Linked DNA regions of Mus musculus: regions 1 and 2 are each linked to region 3. The links are chromatin contacts, called in public Hi-C maps. All regions are on one chromosome and are shown on one strand. The core of a region is the stretch at or near the end of the contact, and the rest is flanking DNA. Distances in the headings are between cores, read along the strand shown. Region 1 overlaps Cacna1c (calcium channel, voltage-dependent, L type, alpha 1C subunit). Region 2 overlaps Cacna1c (calcium channel, voltage-dependent, L type, alpha 1C subunit). Region 3 overlaps Cacna1c (calcium channel, voltage-dependent, L type, alpha 1C subunit).

What was found. Hi-C and Micro-C count contacts between places; a contact is called where the count stands out from the background.
Region 1: a contact with region 3 is called in a Hi-C map of the N1E-115 cell line, with 2.7 times the contacts expected there. The contact joins two enhancer-like sites. A contact is called at or near these places in 10 of 39 promoter capture datasets (the 3T3-L1 cell line, the HPC-7 cell line, the SN4741 cell line and 6 more), 8 of 484 Hi-C or Micro-C datasets (3T3-L1-derived adipocytes, the N1E-115 cell line, cerebral cortex and 4 more) and 1 of 115 datasets of contacts at active chromatin or transcription factors (embryonic basal ganglia).
Region 2: a Hi-C map of the N1E-115 cell line shows a contact between it and region 3, with 3 times the contacts expected there. The contact joins two enhancer-like sites. A contact is called at or near these places in 2 of 39 promoter capture datasets (the 3T3-L1 cell line and hippocampal neurons) and 3 of 484 Hi-C or Micro-C datasets (the HL-1 cell line, the N1E-115 cell line and trophoblast stem cells).

The regions. Positions count from the first base shown.
Region 1 is chr6:119,087,722-119,090,826 of GRCm38.p6, reverse strand. The region is part of intron 1 of Cacna1c (calcium channel, voltage-dependent, L type, alpha 1C subunit); the gene reads left to right. Among named protein-coding and RNA genes, the nearest start is that of Cacna1c, 19 kb to the left of the region's middle. Within about 2 kb of position 1,361, at least 34 of the 459 cell types and tissues checked have an H3K27ac peak or open chromatin away from gene starts, as enhancers often do. A contact at or near this core is called in the N1E-115 cell line, where this site is marked.
Region 2 is chr6:119,017,691-119,020,891 of GRCm38.p6, reverse strand. All of the region lies in intron 3 of Cacna1c (calcium channel, voltage-dependent, L type, alpha 1C subunit), which reads left to right. Among named protein-coding and RNA genes, the nearest start is that of Gm50599, 4.6 kb to the right of the region's middle. Within about 2 kb of position 1,676, at least 14 of the 459 cell types and tissues checked have an H3K27ac peak or open chromatin away from gene starts, as enhancers often do. A contact at or near this core is called in the N1E-115 cell line, where this site is marked.
Region 3 is chr6:118,844,364-118,847,753 of GRCm38.p6, reverse strand. All of the region lies in intron 3 of Cacna1c (calcium channel, voltage-dependent, L type, alpha 1C subunit), which reads left to right. 1700080F18Rik (a long non-coding RNA gene) reads right to left here. Exons shown (of 2, transcript XR_003956354.1): 1 at 1,475-3,390. Among named protein-coding and RNA genes, the nearest start is that of 1700080F18Rik, 5.5 kb to the right of the region's middle. Within about 2 kb of position 1,658, at least 34 of the 459 cell types and tissues checked have an H3K27ac peak or open chromatin away from gene starts, as enhancers often do. A contact at or near this core is called in the N1E-115 cell line, where this site is marked.

The DNA.
Region 1 (3,105 bases), core at 112-2,611, 240 kb before region 3:
TTGTATTAAACACATAGACATTGCTAACAGCCTGCTTGGACTTGGCAAGTGGTAAATTCTACCATTATCTATTTTTCTTATAAAATGTATACTTATTAGTGGGTAAAATATAGTGTATCCATGCCACATATATTGTGGAATGTCTAAATTGGTTTCAGTAATTATCTTATCAAACATTGCCTGCCCCTTAGATGGTTTTATTCTCCTGAAACTGTATGTTGACCAGGTGTGGTGGTGCACACCTGAAATCTTGGTCACTCTGGAGGGTGAGCAGGAGGACTATAAACTGTAGGCCAGCCTGGGTTTCATTCTTAGCAAGACCTTTCTCAGGAACAGCTCTGCCTTGCAATCTCTCCCCTAAACCCACAAAAACCGAAACCAAGACAACAGTCTATATTTTCCTTTTTCCTTAAACACTCTTTTATGTTCTGTGTCTCACTGTTTCTCTTTACTATGACTGTGCCTTCTTCACCTCTGCCTTCTAATTTACCAGGTTTCCCCGCCTTAGAGTAAGTTTTTATTTTTAATGACATTTTGTTCCTAAAAGGTCCACTTTCACACTTGTTATATAGTGTTTCCTCTTTATGCGTCCACTCCGTATTCCCGATTTTCAATCACTCAGGACACGCTGTCTTGTGAGCCCTGCCTGGCTCTTGGGGAACAGCAGTTCTGCTGTTGAGTCCATGGATGTTTGTAGCTTATGCGTCATTTCCTTGTGTGACATGAACGCGCTGAGGAGATCCCTCCCGCCCTGTTATTTCTGCCCCATAGAGTCCGAGGCACCTTGAATTTTGAACATATTGTGCTGTTGCTGCTTTGTATCAGACTCCACTGGGCATTTTTGATCCTCTCCCCCGTCTGGAAACTCTCTTCCATGTTTACTTCCCAGTTTCAGTGCTAGAGCACACCCGTGCTGTAAGTTTCACCCCACAGGATCCCAGTAAGACCAGGTCAGCATGTGTGGAATAACCAAGTTCAGTGTAGGTCCCCAAGTCGCCTAAGCTTTGATGCTTGTGTTCACATTAACGCCATAGGACCCCCGTTCCTGGACTTTGCTAAGATCTTCACTGGCTTCAGTTCCTACTCACATCTAGGTTTTAGAGCAGTCTCATCTCAACAACTGGGATGCATTTATGGCTAATAGCTCCACTAGTCTGCAGGGGTAGAGGCTCTTCCTTCTCTGTGGCTTCAGAATTGGGCAGAGGAAAAGGACCAGAACTCTTTACCCCCTTCTGCCTCTTTCTTGTGCCGAGGATTTCAGACTTAGGGAGAGGGGAAAGATGCAGAGGAACCAGGGCCAGAGAGCTTTCCCTTGGTGTTGTTTCTTGCCTGACCTTGGCTGGCTGCCATCTGTCTGCTGTTAGCCAGCCCACACCAGCACTTCCTCAGGGCATCTTTGTGAGTTCTCCGAAGGCTCCTCCTGGACTCTTTCACATTGCCGAGACACCCCCCCCCCCCATCCCGAGATGGTGACGGTGATGCAGTCTCTGGCAGAGCTTGGTTCACTTTTGCAACCTCTTCTTGAGAGGCAGCCTTCTTGGGAAGAACACTTTCCAGTGGCTTGGAGCCAGCGGCTCTTGTATCATCCACCCGGCCCGGTGTAGGACACCATATTTAGTTAGAACTCAGAGTCAGGCCGAGTTTCCCATTGTTACCCTCCCTCCGTGCTCTGCCAGAGCCCTGTGGAGAATTCTCTAGGTAGAAAACAGGTACCATCTTGGTTTAGATGCCTCCTCCAGAGTCAGCATGTTAGACAGAAGTGCATCAGGAGTATGCTCTGCTCTGTTACACCGGGAGGTTACAGGTTCTGTTGCTTGTGGGTGTCATACAGGGCTTGAGAGGCTAGCCTGTTCATCACATCATCCGAGCCCCTAAAGAGACCCACCTTTGTGGGCAGCCAGAGGAAAGGCTGTCTGAGTCCATACTTCGTGCTTTCTGGTTTCCATGTCTCTGGCTCTGTGCTTACATAGATTGTGCGGCCGATAGTGGGATAGTCTTAGGGTTATCTCAGCTCCTCTGGTCCTGTAGCAAGGTACCTAGCTGGTATCTCTGTTATAGGAGGAGCATGCTATTGACGGTTCTTAGGTTTGGAACTCTATCTAGGACTCTGAGATGGCAGGAAAAAGTCCAAGTTAATATCCGTCTGTCCATATTTCCTGCTTTTCCCTGGGCAGGCAGGAAGAGGCTTTGGACCCTTTGTACTGAATAGAAGTTGCTTTAGGCTCTGGGCTTTATGCCAGAGTTTAGCCCTGGCCCCACGCTCTGTGATCTCACAGCTACATCTCCTGTGCCATGTGGAACCTCTGACCCAGCCCTGGCCTGTGGTCCTATAAGCAGCCCCGCACCCTGGCTTTCTCAGCGGTGCCAAATCAGCCGTCTCCCAAGCGTTACCTTCTCACTTCCTGCCACGGGAGGACTTCCTCTCCTTTGTGCTCAGCTCACACTGCCCAGGGTTCGTCTTCATCCTAAGAATAACACACTCTCTCTCCATTCCTTCTGGGCATATGCTAGGTATGAGTGTTAGGACTGGAAGGATGGAGCTATGTTCCGTAGGCCTTTAGCAAGTCTTAGGTTTCCATCCCAGGGATGCTGAGAGGGTGGTAAGACAGTGGCTATGCTTTGAGAGTACGGAAGCATCTATGGGGATGAGCTTATGGGAGCAACCTCACTTGGTTTGCTAAGCAGTTCCCCCGAAGATCGGATGTTTATAGAAACCGTGTTTATAAGAAGAAATGCAGAGACCAATGCGATGTGAGGTTTAGTAGTGAGCGTCCTTGTCTTAGGCTCAGACTCAGCTCTGGTCTGCATGATAGCAAGTCCTTGTTTATAGAAGTTTAACTCGTAGGCTATCAACTTATTGTTCCTTTCTCAGTCATTTGATATAAAAGGCACATACTAGATCTACATTAAAATAAGCAGTTAGGACATCGGGTGTGTTCATTTGCTTTTTATTACTGTAACAAATATCTGAGATGATAAGCCTATAGAGAAGAAGTTATTTTCATTATAGTTTTGGGAGTTTGAGGTTCAGCTGGTTCTGTGACTCAGCTCTGCCTCTGCCTCTTTTGGCAATTAAGTTTATCATGAGATCTTGAATTAGAGCAA
Region 2 (3,201 bases), core at 427-2,926, 170 kb before region 3:
GGTAGTAGCAAGGCCTATCCATTTATTGGCTCTACACCAATAGGAAATTCTTGGCTCTGAATCCATAGAGAAGTAGATTTGCCCAGTCAGGAAGCATTGCCCAGGCGGTTTGTAGGCTTGCTGGAGAGCAGAGAGCAGGGGCCTCACTGAGTCAGGGCTGGGTAACACTCTGATGGTCTACATGCACTGTTTCAGGGAAGGGTGCCTAGAGGGTCACCAGCTGTCTTTAACACCCTGGTCTGCTCCATCTTGGTGGCAGTTCAGGCTTTGGCTGCTTAAAGAGCTGGGATGCTGCCTTGGAAAGTAGCAGCTCACGCTAACATGGGGGCTGTGGGGGCAGTGACACGGTCCCTCTGAACTGCTGCTAACACACATGTAAGCCAGTGTTTCCCTCCATGAAGGCAAGGCCCAGGGTGGTGTCTTGTGAATTACCTTTTTGTGTTTTTACTTCCATAAATGTCATCTTTTTTAGAGCTGACTAAGTGAGCTCTTACATGGTTTAAAAATGTATCTCTAATATCCATCTAGTTTGACATAGGTACCATGGTCCTGTTCTTCACAAGGCAGCTGGCTGGGTAGGGTAGGCTCCTTATTCTTGGGAAGCCTGAGGCTAAGTATTTTCTGTCTGCCTTTCTACACAGTCTGCTGTTTCCATAATGGCCATTTTCTTAGATCTTTGTGAAAATACCAAGAAGTGGGAGAATGGGCCCGTGGCATAGGATGTTCAAGTTCACTCACAGCACACATCTGCTAACCTGGTGGTTCTGGAGGGAGTCAGACCTCTGCTTGGACCACCCTCTCCTTGTGCTCTGAGATCTCTTCCAAGTTGCTCTCTTGTTCCCTTGCCTTCGCATTTGCCCTTTCAGAGCCCCTACAGATCCAGGCACTGTTTCCTGGCTTTGACAAACTGCTCAGTATACTGGGGGAAGGGCACTGAGGAAACAGACACTTGCTCACGGAGCCCCATGTGTGTGGATTCCTGGGATTAGGGAGAGGGAGAGAGACCCAGAAGAATGCAGGTGGGAGGGAGGGTGCAGGAAGTCTCCCATCCAGGCTTTTGTAGAGTTAAAGCTTGCTTTCTGGGTTTTTGTTTGTTTGTTTGTTTTGTTTTTTGTTTTTGTTTTTTTTTTTTTGTTTTGTTTTGTTTTTTTTTTTTGAGACAGGCTTTCTCTGTATAGCCCTGGCTGTCCTAGAACTCACTCTGTAGACCAGGCTGGCCTTGAACTCAGAAATCCACCTGCCTCTGCCTCCCAAGTGCTGGGATTAAAGGCGTGTGCCACGACGCCCGGCGAGGCTTGCTTTCTTGTCCCTTTGTCTCAAGCACTTTGCATTATGTTTGGGTATAGTAGATGCTTAGGAAATGGAAGCCCAGGCCCAGCTGTGATTGGCAGTTATGTCTCTGGTTCTGCCCTGACTTTTGTCTGTGCAAGGCTGAATCATTTCAGGAGTCTTTGCATTTTTGGAGCTGGTTCTTTTGCTCAGTCTCAGCCTTTTAAACAGGGCTTCAGGAAAAGGGCCTTTGGAAAGGAGTTTCTTCCTCATATTGGGGACAAAGCCCTCAGGAGAAACACCCACTTTAGAGAGAAAGCTTGGAACTGATGCACAACTTATAGAGAGGACAGGCCTGGCTGCCCCGCCCTGTGTTCCGTTAAATAAGCCAAGCCTGCCTCAGTGCTGGGTCTTGGCCCAGGATGGAGAGTATCCACTAATGAGGCAAGTGACTTCAGGAAGATCAAAATAATTAGTCAGTTCTCACTGCAAACATGAGTCACCACTTAAAGACATCATGTTCTGGTTGGCGAGCTAGGGGGTTGAGATAGAAGACTCCTGGCTCCTACTCCCCAGGGGTGCCAAGTGCGTATGAGAAGCCTACTAGCTGTGGATAATGGACGCAGACTCAAGTTCCACTCGGCCTGCTCTTGGCTTCCCCTCCTTCCATATCCAGTAGAAAGGGAGCTGGGGGACTGGATGCCCACACAGTCCATGGTCTGGAGGCTAGATAAGGTGACCGGGGTGCAGATGGGTATCCTGGCATAGAGAAAGCTGGCACTGTTTGCCAGGCCCCTCTGGCTCTGGAGAGCTTGACAGGCATGCAGGGGCTTCCAGGGAGTATTTGGTTGCCTCTTTCTAGCCAGAGTGACACTAACTCCAGCTCAGGGACAGGGATCTCGGATAGTCCTGTCTTGCAGGGGGAGGTTCCCTTGGCATTGGGGGACAAGTCTACATCACATAGCTTTTCCCTGGCATATCTCAACTGGGTGAGTTGGCCTGGGTCTGAGGAACTGGTTGGCCTCTTCTCCAAAGGCTGGCTGGAGTAGGAGGACCTGATGAGGTCATAAGTTCTGCCTCTGTCTGGCCAAAGTCAGAGGTGGGTCTGATGGAATAGAACTTACTTTAGAACCAAGAACACTGGGCCCGGAGAGACCAAGCCTGGGACCTCTGTTCTCATGAGTAGCCATTCCAACCAGATATCAAATGGGACGGCACAGCTGATACCACACCAGTTGAGCAAGCATGTGCTCTCTAGTGTGTCTGGCCTGAGTGAGTGATGGCTGGCCAATGAAGAAAGTGTGCAGGCTCCTCTAGTGGGGAAATCCCACAATGGGGCCCTCTTCTGTCACTTTCTGAGTAGGTGACCACAGGAATATCATTTAAATTCCTTGGGCTTCTCTCACCCTCTCAACTCCTTCCCCCCACTTCCCTGTGGATGTCTTTTGAATGCTCATTGGAATGTAAGTGCCAGACATGCAGTGGGGAGCAATATAGAGAAGGTGGATATTTACTATGAAGAAAGAGAGAAAAGACAAGTGAAGCAAACATCCTAACTAAGTAAGACAACTTCAAATTTCCCTAGGTGCTATAAGGAAGACAGTGTTCTGAGTGGGACATAGGTAGGAATGTGAGAACCTTAGACCACATAGGATAGGGGTCTTCAAGAGGGAGTTCTGTGTGGACTTGATAGGCCTGGGAGAAAGTCATAGTGTAGGGGAATTGGGAAGACAGTGGCCCTCAGGTGAGCAAGCCCAACCTGCAGGCGGCCATAATGCTTTTACTTGCACGCAAGAAAAGAGCTATTGTTGTGTTGTAACATGTAAATGCCGGCGTCATTTGCTAGTGTTTAGCAGCGCCCTAACTGATAGCATGTGGATCACTGTAATAGTGCGGATCTGAAGCAGATGTGGGACAGACTTCAGCATGGAA
Region 3 (3,390 bases), core at 409-2,908:
CCTCTCCTTTCTGTATATTCTACCCTAAGGTTGCTTTTCATTTCGGCCACTGTTACCGACACAGGGTGAGCCTTCAGTCTGGCGTGTATATATTTTAATATGCTGAGTGTGGCAGGGATTTTTCTCACAGCGACTGTCATTCATTTGGTTTCTGTTGCTGTGAGAAATGCCATGACTGGAAGCCATGTGGAGGAGAAAAGGTTTATTTTAGTTTTACCCTGTATAGTCTGTCTGTCATGTTACCTACTACGTTTAGCTGGGAAAGCCACGGCAGGAACTGAAGCCGAGACCATGGAGGAGTGCTGCTTACTAGTTTTCTCTCTGTGACTTGATTCTCAGCCTGTTTTTCTTACATACCCCAAGAGTACCTGATCAGAGGTAGTACCACCCACATTGGGCTGGGACCCTCCTACATCAATCACTCATTATGAAAATGTCTCCCACCAACTTCCCTACAGCCTAATCTCATGGAGGCCTTCTTCTCAATTGAAGATCCTTTTTACCAGATGACCCTAGCTTGTGTCAAGTTGACAAGAGTCTAACCAGCCCAGTGAAGCTGTAATTAACAAGATTCCCCCGGCCTCACTGCCGGCCAGGGCTCAGTAGTGACTCCAGCTGCCTACACTGCAGAGAGTATTGTATTGGCACAGGCCACCAGATTAAGAGGAATGAAGACAAACAGGGCCCTTCTCACCTGGGAGGACCATAGATTAAACCAACCTTAAGTTGTTAGAGAAGGATGAGATAAACAAGCAAGCTAGAAGAGTGGAGAGTCAGACCAGGCAGGGAAGCAGAGTATCGGTCATTCCCTCACACCACCCGCCTCAGCACAGAGCTCTCCTCCAGTGGCTGTTTTAATAAACGTCACAGAAACTGCAAAGATTGCTCACGGAGAACCCACCGCCACAGCTGCCCCTTAGTCCCTGCTGTTACTTGGGGAAGAGGAGTCTGTGTGCCCACAGAAAGCATTCTACAGTAGAGAACACACCGGATCAGAAGGCCAGGGGACTTGGGGCAAGTCTGAGCTCCGTTTAGGAAAGCATTCCTTGTCAGGCTCACAAAGTCTCTATAAAGTCACGTGTATGATGCTCCCAGGAGATCTGTGCTTGGAGATGGACGGAGTGGGTAAGGCCTCTCAGATCTTGTAGCTCCCACCCACAGCACAATGCGGGGATATACAACATTCTCAACCAACAATAGGTGAGCGAGCAGTTGCTCGGTGGCTACTTCAGGGACAGGACGGAGTGAAGCAGATACACTGGGATGGCTGGGATACTGCTGGAGTTTCCTGTCACTTCTTAAAGGGGTCGCCTTGCCCTTCTGTGACAGGCAAAGAGGCACTGGCATTTTGTGTCACAATAGGGACCATTCGCGTCCCAGGAATCCTCTGCCCCGGGGAAGCCGTGGAAGGCTGAACTCTTCTATTCAGTGTTCTCTGAAGACTCTGGCACTGAGGTCTAACCAGGATACCTACCGTGGTCTTGGACTGATGGCTCAGCCTTTTATGGCTGGCTGGGTGTGTTCCTAGCTCACCTTTCTGTCCTCACTTGTGTCCACAAAGAGAGGACAGTACCCCCTAGGAGCAGAGTTGCCCAGGGCCTGTCTGCCTGCAGATGGATGGCAGTAATCACAGAGAGGGGGATCTGGCCTTTTCTGAAGGGCCACCTGCTGCTGCCATTGTCACATTCTGTGCTCTGCTGCCATCCTCTGCGGGGGTGGAGCTGCAGCTTGGCAGCCCTGGGCTAATAATTAGGGGTGGGGCAACTCCACAGCTGGTGAGATATTTGGGGAGGAGCCTGGAGGAGAAGGGAGGGCTGGGATCCAGCCAACAAAAGGAGAAATTAAATGGGCTGTCCTAGGAACCCATAGTTAGCATTTCAGCTCCGGAGCAGTAGCTGGAGGTTCCACAGAAAGCAAGACTTTCATGAGTGCTTTGTGCCCTCCCTCCCTGGGGTGCCTTCTGCTTCTCAGTTCTTCTTCTTCTTCTTCTTCTTCTTCTTCTTCTTCTTCTTCTTCTTCTTCTTCTTCTTCTTCTTCTTCTTCTTCTTCTTCTTCCCCTCCTCCTCCTCCTCCTCCTCCTCCTCCTCCCCTTCCTCCTCCTCCCCCTCCTTCTCTTTTTTTCTGGAAGTCTGGGATCAGTAACCTAAGCTACTGACAGAGGGCACCATACTGGCCAGGCTCAGGACCCAGGCTGGGCTTTTTTTTTTCAGACAGTGTTGCTGTTCCTATTTCATCTTAGTGTGCCACCCTTGTGGCTCACGGGCTCACAGGTGGCTCAGGAGTCTCTCCCAAAGAGAGATACTGTGTTTTATTCACTCACACTATCAGCATCCATCAAACTGTCATTTTGGTTACGGGGTGACAGCCAGGACATTTCAAAAAGCACACTGCTTTTCTCACTGCAGCCGTGGATGCTGGGCACAAAGGCAGTGTTATCTTTGCCCATGTAACTGACACTGTGGACTCAGAAGCACAGCGTGTACGCATTTATCCATGCAACTGACACTGCTCACTTAAAACCGTGGCCACCTCTGCCCCATTCTGCTGCTGGCTGAAATGAGGTTCATAGACAATTTATAATTGCCCCTAAGTCACACCAGTAGTGAGGACAAAGGTGGAAAGCCATCTGTGACTCCTAGAGTTCTTTCTAGCTCTGTGTGCCATCTGAAAGTGGCTTACAGGGTCTCCCCATGTTGCATGGGAGTGTCGCCATCTCTTACATGGGAAGGCAGGATGAGAAATAGTCCTAAGGTTCCCTAATCAAACAGGTGTAATAGATGAGTGGCCTGTGTAGATTCCAGTGGTTTCAATGGAGGGAATATGGAGATGCACATGGTCAAGGTGCATGGCTTTGCATAGGTAGTGTGCACTCGTGGGCTTGAGGACACATTCACACACATCTTAGTAGATCAAGGATGCTATTGCCCTTCCTTCTTCAGGCTTCTGTGCCTTCCAGATGTAAGTTTGACATAGCACAGCCACCCTGGTGGTGGTGGAACACCAGGCCTTAGGAGTAAGCTACCAAAATCAAGACCATAGGCCCTTCTATCGGGGTGGGTTGAATGCCTTGATGGATAGACAGACTCGGCAGCCTCTCTCTGGCCTCTTTAGTCTGCAGTCCTTAAAATCTCACACTTCTATCAGAATATCCCAGGGATGGAGGACTCCTTTCATAAACCTATCCGCAGGATGCTGGTCCCGCTCCAGTGGTCCAGCCTAACACATTTAGGCCAATGCATGAGTTTAAGGGCCCTCCAGGGGATGGGCTGATGGAGCACCTGTCCTCTATGGTCTTTAGGGACTTGTTGTCTATGGGGAGTTTAAAAGTAATAATAAAACCAATAAAAGTGTGGGTCTTCTTTTTTTTTAAGTTGTCATTGCATCCTGCAA